Regions from separate parts of the Mus musculus genome. Here all the other regions are linked to region 1. A link is a contact called in public ChIA-PET and HiChIP or PLAC-seq data. All regions are on one chromosome and are shown on one strand. Each heading gives the region's core, a stretch centred on a gene start, on an enhancer-like site or on the middle of the called end of the contact. The rest is flanking DNA. Distances are from core to core; before and after follow the strand shown. Region 1 has its middle 6.6 kb from the start of n-TEttc7. Region 2 has its middle 31 kb from the start of Atp10a. Region 3 has its middle 88 kb from the start of Atp10a.

Region 1 (3,855 bases), core at 420-2,919:
CCCAGAAGCTGAAAGTCACTTGTGGGATTCAACCTGGGGCTGTAGGGCAAGAGCTCTAAGCTCTTGTTCCAGCAGCTCTCTCAGTTCCATGGCCCTTGTTTGGTACATGCCCTCCTTAGGGTATTCCCAAGTTGTTGTAAAGCTGCCTGACTTGTCTCAGGTCTTCCGTCTAATGATTTTGTTAGTCCATGTTCAGCACCTTTAGTAGTTGTTAATCACATACTGGATAGTAACTTCTGGCATTCTAAATGTGGTCTGTGTCCTCAGCCTTTTTCCTTTTCAGTCTGATTCTCTAGGGAGTCTCCTAGCATGACCTTTTGCTTAAAACCTTCCATTCTTGAAGGAGAATCAGTCTTCTGCAGTGAAGAGCTTCCTGGTGGCTTATCTAATCTCATGTGGTTAGTCCTAAATATGTATCCGTAAAGAAACACTAAATGGATGCCATGAGATATGACTTACATTTGTATAAGCACAGACCAAAACAAGTCCATTTGTCACTCACAAAACACCACGTGTCCTTTCCTTGGCTAAGATTAGCAACTACAAATCCTTGTCAGTTTACATCACGTGGGTCTCTAGTTTGTTTGATTTTCCTATAAACTAAATTATTTGAAACCCTCCATTGTAGAATGTCCTCCACTCTCAAGTGGTATCAGAAGACAGCAGTCTTCTGCTTCTTTAGGTTTTTCCTTAACTTACCCAATCAGAAGCTGAATCATGTAGCTCATTTCTAGCCCTGCTAGCTAACACCCCCCACCCCCGTTTCTATATTGTATACACTCCCTTCACTGTACCTAGTCATCAACCTTTGTTAAAGCAAGTGTGACCTGCTGGTCCTTCATTAAATCACAGTGGCATAACACAGCCGAGGCAGCCTCAGTGCTGCACTGCTCTTACCTAAGCAGGTCTCCAATATTTCATAGGAAGCTTTTAGTATTGGGTTTATTTTGTTTTCTTGTGTGTTAGGATGTAGGAAAAATTTAAATTATACTTATTTATTTGCTTACTTGGGCTTTTTGTTTGTTTATTGATTTATTGTTGGGAAGGAGACTGGGAAGCATGCTAGTACCATTGCACCTATGAGGAAGTCAGAAGACAAGCCTCTGAAGTTGGTACTATCATTCCATCAGAAGAGTCCAGGGGACCAAACTCAGGTCATGTGCCTTGCCACCAAGCACCTTTACCCTCTAAGGCATTTAACTGACTAGTAATTTTTACTTACTCATCCTTAGTTGTATTTTTTCTGTCTCAGCATTGCATTCTAGCATGTAACATGTGGTAGTCTAATACCCTTTTTCCAGCATGTGTATCTTGGACCCACGATGGAGATGCTTCATCTGTACACTTACAAGTACTGAGAGAGTAAAATTTTTCCTAAGTAGGATCCTGAGGAGTAGGTTAGCCTAGGATCATCTCAAATCTTTAGCCTTTTTTTTTTTGTATGCCTGAAGTTTGTGCTTTTTGGAACTTTGTTAGAAAGCTTCTAATTACAAAAGCTTAACTTTACCAACTTCCTAAGATTAAGAGCACACAGGAACCACTACTGCAGACACACAGTATTCTTGGTATAATTGTACCTGCCCCATACTCAGATTCTGGTTCATGTTTTGTCTGCCCAACTCTAACTCTCACTCTGGGCGCATCTTTTTGTCATAGTTTCACTAAGATGACTCAAACCACAGTGCCAACCTCAAGAAACCGTTGGCATACACAAAGTATTCATCTGAGAAGCACTTCAGAATAGGAAGAAAGCCTTGGCTGATAGGAAAAAGTGGCTCCCACACAGGTCCTTCTGAAACAGCTAAGCTGATGAAAACTGTGGAAGATGACCCACTATGAAACATGTTTAAAAAACAAATATTTCTGAAGACTCACTATGTCTTTGCTGACAACTGTAAGCCTTTTATTCCAGACATGACTGTAAATAATATATTGTCCAATGAGTCTCTGCTCTGGATTTACATTGTGCAAATCTAGACACTGAATTGAAAAAAAAAACTTTACAAGAGATTTGCTTAAAAGAGAGCTGGCTGAGTTTCACAAGGGAGGCATTTCTCCTCTCATCTTAGTCTTGTGGGCGTTTTGATCTTATGTCTTGATGCTCTCAGAACCCCCATTCTGTCAAAACAGGCTTTCAGAAGCTCTTTGCTGAAGCCATATAAATGACTTTCCTCTTTCTTTCAGAAGAAAGATACATTTTTATTTTTAATTATGGTGCTGGGGATCACTCCAAGGGTGTGGGGAAGATAAGTACTCCAGCACGCAGACACATCTTCACTGACTCTCGGTGCCTTTCTGAAGGCTATTTCTCATCTTTCTTCTCCCTTATGAGAAACTTGATACTGTAACTTGCCAAAAGCGATTCATTTCTTCTCAGTACACTCTAAGAGCTTTAATACAGCTATATTGTATACAAACATGTCTTAAGAAAAGAAGAATAAAAGTTTTCATATTATCTTCTCCCATGTACAAAGTCCATAGGCATTATGATAATAGAAATTACTACCGAGAGACAATAAGAGAATATTCACCAGGTAGTGGTGATGCACGCCTTTAATCCCAGCACTGGGGAGACAGAGGCAGCCAGATTTCTGAGTTGGAGGTCAGCTTGGTCTACAGAGTGAGTTCCAGGACAGTCAGGGCTACACAGAGAAACCCTGTCTCAAAAAACAACACCAAAAAAAAAAAAAAAAAAAAAAAGAAAGAAAGAAAGAAAGAAAGAAAAAGAAAAGAAAGGAAAGGAAAAGAAAAGAAAGACAAGAATATTCACTCTTAAAGAAAAACTTTGAGTCTGGAGAGATAGTTCAGAGGTTAAAACACTGGCTGCTCTTCCAGAAGGCTTAGGTTCAAATCCTAGTACGCACACGACAGCAAATAACTGTACTTCCCAAGAATGCCATGCCCTCTTCTGGACTCCAAGCACACCATAAGATTCACAGACACACATACTATTTTTGTGACTTACTCAAAGTTTAAAGTTTCATGTGTGAATTATTATTCAGTTGCACACAATGGCTTATCTCACCCCAATTTATCTTCCTTTGCCTTTGGTTTTCCCTCTTTTTCCTCCTGATTCTTTCTTAAGGTTTGATATTGTGAAATTAAGACTCACTAATTTCAGAGGAGAGAGGCTGGAGGTTAAATATTATCGCCCAAAGCTGGCGATTCCTTCAACCATGCATATGTAGTCAAGTCTCCACAAGAATCCACTAGATATGACCATGCAGCTCAGTGGTAGAATGTGCAGTATGCACAAGGCCCCTGATTTTATCCCCATCACTGTAGAGAAAAAGAAAAAGAAAACCAAAACAGCATCACCCTCCATCCCCCCTCACACCACCAATAAAAACCCCAAAGTAAAGGGTTTACCACTTTTCTATTATCTCTTTCTATGCACCCTCTGCAGCATCCTTTATAATAAATGGAATTCTCTGAGCCTGTCTAGCATATTAATTGAACCCAAGAAGGGAGCTATACTAATTCTAGTTTAAAGCTGGTGAGGTGGGTCAAGTACACAGGTGAAAACAGCATAGGCTATCAGCTGGTACCTTCATGAGGAGGGTAGATTTTGGGAGCCAATGTTACCTCTTGGTCAATGGTATTAGAACTGACTTGAATTGGTGGCTTCAATGAGGATATTTTTCTTCTTACAAGAAATATCATTGTGTACTATTTAATTATTTATTACATATATTTGTGTACTTCCTTGATTTTCCACAATATGACACACTAGTCTTATCTTATATACTTCCCATATCAGTCTCTGAAGCAACCTTTCTCCAAGGAACTCTAGTCCCATATAATGGAGAATAGAACCCAAAACTAAGACCTGGGTGCTATATGTGCTCTATGCCT
Region 2 (3,855 bases), core at 451-2,950, 230 kb before region 1:
GTTTGAGGTTTAGAGGATAGGGTATGAAGAAGACCTGAGGCTTGATCCCTTGAAGCAGCCAACCGCTAGGAAATTTGGATCAATGAAAAAGACAGGAAAGTGGTCAATAAGGAGGCCTGCTGCCCAAGTTCTACAGAATTGAGTGTGGCAAGTGCTGCCCTTGGGTAGAAAGAAAGCAGGTCTTATCATGTTGCCCGAGTCTGTTTGTATATCTTTAATGTATACAAGTACAGACAGAGTCAGATAGTGCCAGTTTTATTTTTGAGTAGACAGAAAATTCCTGCAGCATGCGGGAAGTGCTGCGGCATTTTGCTTCTCTTGAGCTCAGGAAGGAAACGAAGCTTTAGGAAGTAGAAAATGAGACCTGGAGACATGGTCAGTGGTAGATTAGTTGGCTGCCAATGAAAGGCTCTGAGTTTGATTCCTAGGACTGGGGTGTGGTCAGGGAGTGTGTGGAAGCACAATCTGAAGTGTTTGTTATTCTGATGGACTATGAGCCATGGATGTCTTTGTAGGAACTGGTGATACAACTACATGCTATTTTTAGGTAACTTAACCTTCAATATATTAATAACACCTTTCAGTTTCTCTAATATTATTTATCAGTGCAAACTATTGTTTTTAACAAATACATTTTAGAGTAGTTTTATATTTGTAGTGAAATTGAAAGAAAGGTGCAATATCCCTATGTACCCTTTGCCCCTGTGTGCATTGCCCTACCTCAATCAGAGTATAGGTAATCATAGGTAATCACTTGCTTTTGCCTTATTATCACTTAAAATCTCTGTGCTTAGGTTTCACTCTTGGTGCGCACTCCATGGATTTGAACTAATGTATGATGGGAAGTACTTATCCTTACAATATTTAATTGTCTTTCTCTGCTGACACTTCTCTGATCCTCCAATTCACCCTTCCTTCCCATTAACCCACAGCAACCATTGAGCTTTCCTCTCCCTCCTTTCCCTCTCTCCCTCCTTGTCCTGCTTCCTTCTTTCTCTCTCACCTTTTCATCTTTTTCTAACATTAGGAATTCAGTCCAGGATCTCACATGGTGCTGGACAAATGCCCTATGACTAAGTCACATCCCAGCTCCTGATTTTTTTCTTGTCTCCACGGATTTATGTTTTCAAGAATGCTACATTCCTAATTCTTTTTTTTTTATTCACTGACATACATTTGCATTTCTCTCATACCTTCTCATATCTCATTGCTTTTTAGAACTGAATAATATTTCATTCTATCAATGTACCACAGTTTATATACCCACTCACATGAATAGTTGTGAATGCATGCTTTCATTAAAATTTTTTGGATGGGAGGTTATGATTACTTTCCAGTGCTGGGGGATGGAGCTATGTTTGAGATGAATGAAGAAACTGAACAGCTCTTGGAATTACTCAACTTCCCCACGTGGTGCTAGCTATTAGCCCAGAGCAGCGAGAAACAAACAAACAAACAAAGAAACAAACAAACAAACGACCTTGGGCTTTTGCAATTCTGAAAAGAGAGATAATCAGAACACAGGCATTTCTCTGCAGTTGCTTCAGGCTGCCAGGGACTGCAGCAGTTCTGGTGGATGCAGCCAACTCAAGTCTGAAGGGCAGCCAGAGTCAGACATTTGAAAAGTGGGAAAGCATTGCGATGGTAACAAAATATTTCTCTGTAAAGGGGCCAGGCAGAAGTCTTACCGCAATGACTTTTAGACTTAGAAACCCTCAGAGCTTTCTCAATAGAGGGCTGTCCCACGCTGGTGAGAGGCTCAGGCCACTCTTCAGATCTTTGTGTCAATGAATAAGAACATAACTTTCTCTGAGGGTGATCTCCCTGGGGAGAGATTATATGCAGTACTTATGATTTCATTACAACAGTTTTAAAATAAATACAGTCAGGAGAATAACAACCACTCCCAGATTCCCTTAGGCTCTTACCGTTTCAGGGTGCCCATGGTACGCTCCACCGGTTTCCTGTAAGTTTACGTGTGAGTTATTTTTGGTCTTTTGCTGCAGTGAATAAACACCCCACCTACATATTTTCATATTTTTACAAGTAGATCTGTAAGCTAGGTTCTTGGAAGTATGATTTTAGGACCGTGAGTAAACAGTGTGATTTTGCTTGGTATTGTCCAGTTGTTCTCTGTCACAGTGCCGCCAGCATCTGTTCCTTTGGCTCAGTGTGGCTTTTCATCAATAGTTTTTATGTTTGTCATCCTAGCAGATGTGAAATGCTGTCTCAGTAGTGCATTGGCTTGTGTTTTTTCTATTTATGTGAGGTGAATTACCTTTTCCTAAGATTAAAATTATGTGTATTTTTTTCCTGTAAGGTGATATATACTCAAAAATCAGTTTTCTATTGTTAGTCTTTTCTTTTAGTGGTTCTAATTTTCAAAATTTGAGTCAAACTTAGACTACTTTCATTCAAACTTAAGATATTTTCTTTTGCTGGAAGATAAAGAGATTTAGTTCAGTCTTCTATGTTTAAACTTCCGTTATAATCATATTATACAGCTCTCTGTATCAGCCAGTTTTATCTCTGTAGATCCAATCAACCCTCTCCACTGCTCCTTAACCCTTCTATCCTGGCAATGTTCTCATTTTACTTTCCTGGTCTCTGTAGTAATTAGGGGCAGTGTACTACATAGTTACTTTAGGCTGTGTGCTTGCATCTGACGATTTGGATCTGGGAGCCTTGAATACAAGAGAACATGCTGTGTTTGCTTCTCTGGGCTGGGTTACCTCACTCAATGTGATCTTTTTTGTTCTACTCATTTACCTGCAAAGTTCATGATTTCACTTTTGTTTACACCTAAATATCCCATAGTGCTTATATACTACATTTCAGGTGTGTGTGTGTGTGTGTGTGTGTGTGTGTGTGTGTGTGTGTAGCCCTAGCTATCTTGAAACTCACTCCATTAACCAGGTAGCCTTGAAATCAGAGATCCATCTACCTCTACCTCCTAAATACTGGGATTAAAGGTTTATGCCACCACACCCAGCTCAGGCACAATAAATTGTTGGCTTTAATTCTTAGCAAGCAGAGTCCTACTCAGAAAGTCCTTTCTTAAACCTATACCACCTATCTATGCTTTCTTTTAACAATTTCAGCTTTAGGTTTCATGTATAGGTCTTTGATCCATTTGGAGTTAGTTGGGCAATACATACAGGTCTAGTTTCATTCTTCTGCATGTGAGCATCCACTTTTTCCAGAACCATTTGTTGAAGATTCTTTCTTTTCCTCAGCTTCCGTTCTTGGTGTCTTGGTTTGATACCAAGCAGCAGAAGCTATGTGTGCTCCTGTTTGGGTCTTTGATTTGTTCTATTGGTTAACATTGTTTAGTTACAAGGCACTGAGGTGCATATTTAACATACCAAAGCAGACCTAGTATCCAGGTTCTCCTAGCATCTTTCAGTCCTATTTAGCATACCCTGCCCCCAACCCTTAACTTTGCAGCCCAGGTGCTGGTCTACACTTCCCCATGAGATTCCTCCCTATATAACCCAGGGAGTTTTTGTGCTCTCCTCCTCCTCCTCCCTCCTTCTTCATCCTCCTCCTCCCCCTCCTTCTTCATCCTCCTCCTCCCCCCTCCTTCTTCATCCTCCTCCTCCTCTTCTTCCTCCTCTTCCTTTTCTTCTTCTTCTCTTCTCTCTCTGTACTCACACCCTTTTTCTTTTTCTTTCTGCCCCTTATCCCCTCCCCTTTCCCCATGGCCACTTCCCTGGCCTTGGTCCTTGGGGCCAGTGAACTCAAAATAAACCTGCCTTTAATATGATCTATATCTGGCTTGAATTGGCTCAACAGCAGTGGTGGAGAAATAACCTATCAAATATGTCTGTTTGGGTGTTTGTGTGCTATCCAAGG
Region 3 (3,855 bases), core at 1,010-3,509, 180 kb before region 1:
TAACAGAAATTGTCATAACAATTATTTCATAATAAAATCAACTCTGGAAACAGACAAGTTAACATTTTTAAAATAGTCATTTGATTTTATTTTTATGAGTGTTTGCTTGCTTTTATGTATGTGTACAAAAATGTACTTGGTGACTGGAAAGACAAAGAGAGTGTGTCGGGGAAGTTAAGTTACAGTTTGTTTTGAGCTGCTGTGTGGGTGCTTGGAACTGAACTCAAGTCCTCTGAAAGAATAGCAAGTGCTTTTAACTGTCAAACTACTGTCACCCTAGTTTCTAAATTTATTATTTATTCAACCATTCAGTTATTATATAATATTGTAACTTCTGTCTGTGAGTTCTGGAAATATCAGTAAAATTTTGAATGGTGTTTGTTTGTTTTTACCTGCTGTCTTCTCATTTTCAGAGCAAGTTTTCAAACAATAGACAAAGCCAGAGCTTCTTTCATTCTCTCTCCTCCCTTAAGTTCTCATCCCTATCTTTCTTTAATTAAAGTGGATAATTTCCAACTAGCACTTGTGTCTCTTGGTGTCCATTTTCCCATAAAAGTAAAAAAAAAAAAAAAATCAGACAGCAGGATGCTACTGAAATTGCTTCTTTGTCGGTTTTTACTTCATTCTCAGCTTGCATTTACAAAAGCATTGGCCACATGCAGATCTTTACTGATGCAATCCCTCGGATATCCATAGCCACCTGGGAGGATACAGTAAACATATAGATAATAATGTACTGTGATGTAGAGATAAAAAGAAGCCATAGGCAGCTGAGGCCCTGGAAAGAAGGGGATCATGCCTGAAGGAAGTGATGCTGTTGGCAGGCAGGTGATGGAGCAGTGCTCCTTCAAGCAGGAAACGCAGCATGAGAAAAGACAATGAGAGTAGAACATCCAGGATTTGAGCTGGTGTTGGATCACAAGTTTATTGTGGGAATTTGTAGATGAGACCTCATAGAAGAGGGCATCAAATCACAAGGTAAGGAGGGAAGATTTGAGGCTGAGCTTCCATGACACTCACAGATGGCTGCTGAGCAAGGGAATGGAATGATTAAAATGGGATTTTGGAAAGACAGAAATATAACTTAGATTTGATATAATGAAAACATTGGCAAAGGGGATAGAGAGCGGCCTTGGCAACCTACAAGAACTGACTGACTTTGGAACTCTGGGAAACTAAATTGTTACATCAATATCTATATTTACATTAGCTATCAAAGGATAAAAAGGGATTAGGTGAAGTGATGCTGGGGCTTGTCACTTTCGTGTGGAAGAATGATAATGGAATTGCCAAGAACATTGAAGCTGATAGTACAGATTTGCATGTGACGTAGAAAGATAAGCAGACCAGTTCTGACATTAGCTGACACAGAAAGGCATCTGATTCCCAAGGCAGTTTAGATATCTTTGGTGCTGGGATGTATTGGACTCTTCCTGCTCTTCCTCCACCCTTCTCACCAGTTCCTCTTCCCTGTATCTTCTTACCCACTCAGACTGTTGGCCACATTTATTCTAGATACTCCACTGATAGCTGCCTCTCTTGTTCTCTGTGACCTCTGACTTTAATTTCTTGTGAGTCTCCTGTGCTCCCTTGCTCTCTGAGTCCACATCCCTACTTTCTTACTCAGTTGATTCTTCCAAAACATTTCCCTAGGAGGCTCAAGGTAAGGTCAGAGCTTCACTGACTGCCTGTAAAGAAATGATATCCAGAAAGAAGCATTTAGCTTCTATTGGGTTATTACAGTTTGGATCTTAAATATCTCCAAATATCCATGCGTTATAGGCATGATTATCAGCTTCTGAGTCCTGCTGTCAATTAGTGAAATCTATAAAAGATAGACCTACTGAGGTGAGGATGTAGGACATGCCTTTGAAGGAGATATTGGGTCTGTGAAGCCCTCTGTCTGTCTCTTTGCTGTCTGATGAACTGAGCAGTTTCCTCTACTCAAAAGTTTCAGCCATGATTGCCACTGTACCATAGGCTAAATGGGTCAAGTGAGCCCGGACTGAAATCTCTGACAGTGAATGTCAGCAAACTCTTTCCCTTTAGGTTGATGTTTTTATGACTAAACGCAAAATATCTTTCCTGCTTCATGTTAAGAAATCTCATAGTAAATGCTTACATCCTTACTGAAAAATACTTATAATGGGGCATTTGCCAGTGGAACTTCCCCTTGTTGCTCAGTGACTCCAGCTTGTCATTAACATGACATATCAGCCACCATGTCTTGTTGGCATTGTAGGCTCTTGCTCACTCCCACTTTCATGTTATTTAGTCTCAGACATTCTTCCAGGTGGTACTTCTGTCTCACCCTGACACAGACCCTGCCCATGAGGCTTCCACAGACTCTTTCCCAGTCTTTGACCAATCCCACCTGAACTGGGAAAATGCTTGAATGATTTTTGAGTGGGTACTGGTTTTTCCCTTTAGGAGAGACTTGGTGTTTTCTAACTACTGGAATCTTGTGGGTGAAATCCAAAAATTCTGTTAGGTACCCTACAATTTTCAAGGTGGCCCTCACAAAAATTATCTTACCCAAAATGTCAGGAGTACTGAAATGAGCTTCTCAAGCCTAGAACAACAGTTGCAAAGTACACCCGACACTCTCACTCTAGGAAGCAGCCTGCACTTTTGCTGTTGGCTTCCTGCCCCTGCCCCCCCCCCCCCATTCCCCCAACTTCCTCTGCCTAGCACCGTGGATATGATTGCCACACCTCAGGTGCTGCCTTGGTTTATCTTCAGCTGAGTTCTTTCCTGTCCTCTCATGTTTTGTTTTGTTTTGTTTTTTAACTTTCATTGTTCCTTACTACATTCCAGATATCTCTCTATAAAATGTCCTCTGGGACTCAGTCTTCCACCCCTTATGATTGACTCAGGGATGCCTCTGACTTCCCATAGCTTTCTCTTTGGGGCCCAAGAAACTGTCTTTCTCACCTCTGGAGGCTCAGTTTTCAGCTGGAGTGTTAGAGTTGTAGTGAGCAGAGAAATGTATCTGGGTTATGAGGCCCTCACTCTCCCAACATCCCACCAGAGTTTAGAAATTGCATCCTCTTAGGAGATGGGTGACGGTGAGGCTTCAAACAAAAAAGAGAAAGTATTTTTGGGAGATACATAAAGCCTCAGGGTGGGGGTAGCTTAGGTCAACATTTGTCTGGGCTCTCTGAGGGATGTTGTTTATACTGTGAGCTAATCTTATAGGGGAACTAGTCTTCAGTTCCAAAAAGAAACTTGTCTCTTCCTTGAACTGGCAAGATGGCTCAGACAGGAAAAGATGGACACCCCAAGCCTGACACACACACACACACACACACACACACACACACACACACACACACACACACACACAGCACTCCCAAAATAAGTTTAAAACAGTCTTTTAAAGTCCTCTTCTGTGTTTCAGGAGTGTCATGAGTAGAATGAGAGTAATCCTCCTAGACTCATATGTTTGAATGCTTGGTGTGGGATGCTCAGTGGGGAAAGGACTGGGAGGTGTAGTCTTGTTGGAGGAAGTCTCTGAGATGTGTTGGAGGGTGGTCAGCTTTGAGGTTTCAAAAGTCTACACCAAGCCCAGTCCTTATCACTTTCTCTCTGTCTGTAATTTGCCTATCAGACGTGAGCTCTCAGCTACTTCTTCAACACTATGCCTGCCTGTCTGTTCCTGCCATATTACCCATCATGATTATCATTAGATTAACCCTCAGAAACTGTAAGTAAATCCCAAATTAAGCAAATTATTATGGGACAGTCGCTAAGATAGGAGGGAAACAGAGGTAGGAGGCAGGATTTGGATAAAACCCAGAGAGACACTGAGTCTGAGACAGTTTTGGTTTTAACTAAAAAAACAAACAAACAAAC

Evidence for each region. ChIA-PET counts read pairs in DNA pulled down with a chosen protein or histone mark. HiChIP or PLAC-seq counts read pairs in DNA pulled down with a chosen protein or histone mark.
Region 2: a contact with region 1 is called in a BATF HiChIP or PLAC-seq map of CD8 T cells, with 6 read pairs. The contact joins two enhancer-like sites. A contact is called at or near these places in 6 of 39 promoter capture datasets (the 3T3-L1 cell line, 3T3-L1-derived adipocytes, embryonic stem cells and 3 more), 1 of 484 Hi-C or Micro-C datasets (CD4 T cells) and 4 of 115 datasets of contacts at active chromatin or transcription factors (CD8 T cells, effector CD8 T cells, embryonic fibroblasts and 1 more).
Region 3: an RNA polymerase II ChIA-PET map of memory CD8 T cells shows a contact between it and region 1, with 94 read pairs. The contact joins two enhancer-like sites. A contact is called at or near these places in 7 of 484 Hi-C or Micro-C datasets (CD4 T cells, CD8 T cells, the HPC-7 cell line and 4 more), 3 of 115 datasets of contacts at active chromatin or transcription factors (CD8 T cells, bone marrow-derived macrophages and memory CD8 T cells) and 1 of 9 other capture datasets (embryonic stem cells).

What each region holds. Positions count from the first base shown.
Region 1 is chr7:58,390,810-58,394,664 of GRCm38.p6, reverse strand. No RefSeq gene overlaps it. Among named protein-coding and RNA genes, the nearest start is that of n-TEttc7, 6.6 kb to the left of the region's middle. Within about 2 kb of position 1,669, at least 25 of the 459 cell types and tissues checked have an H3K27ac peak or open chromatin away from gene starts, as enhancers often do. A contact at or near this core is called in CD8 T cells and memory CD8 T cells, where this site is marked.
Region 2 is chr7:58,624,791-58,628,645 of GRCm38.p6, reverse strand. No RefSeq gene overlaps it. Among named protein-coding and RNA genes, the nearest start is that of Atp10a, 31 kb to the left of the region's middle. Within about 2 kb of position 1,700, at least 107 of the 459 cell types and tissues checked have an H3K27ac peak or open chromatin away from gene starts, as enhancers often do. A contact at or near this core is called in CD8 T cells and memory CD8 T cells, where this site is marked.
Region 3 is chr7:58,567,820-58,571,674 of GRCm38.p6, reverse strand. No RefSeq gene overlaps it. Among named protein-coding and RNA genes, the nearest start is that of Atp10a, 88 kb to the left of the region's middle. Within about 2 kb of position 2,259, at least 22 of the 459 cell types and tissues checked have an H3K27ac peak or open chromatin away from gene starts, as enhancers often do. A contact at or near this core is called in CD8 T cells and memory CD8 T cells, where this site is marked.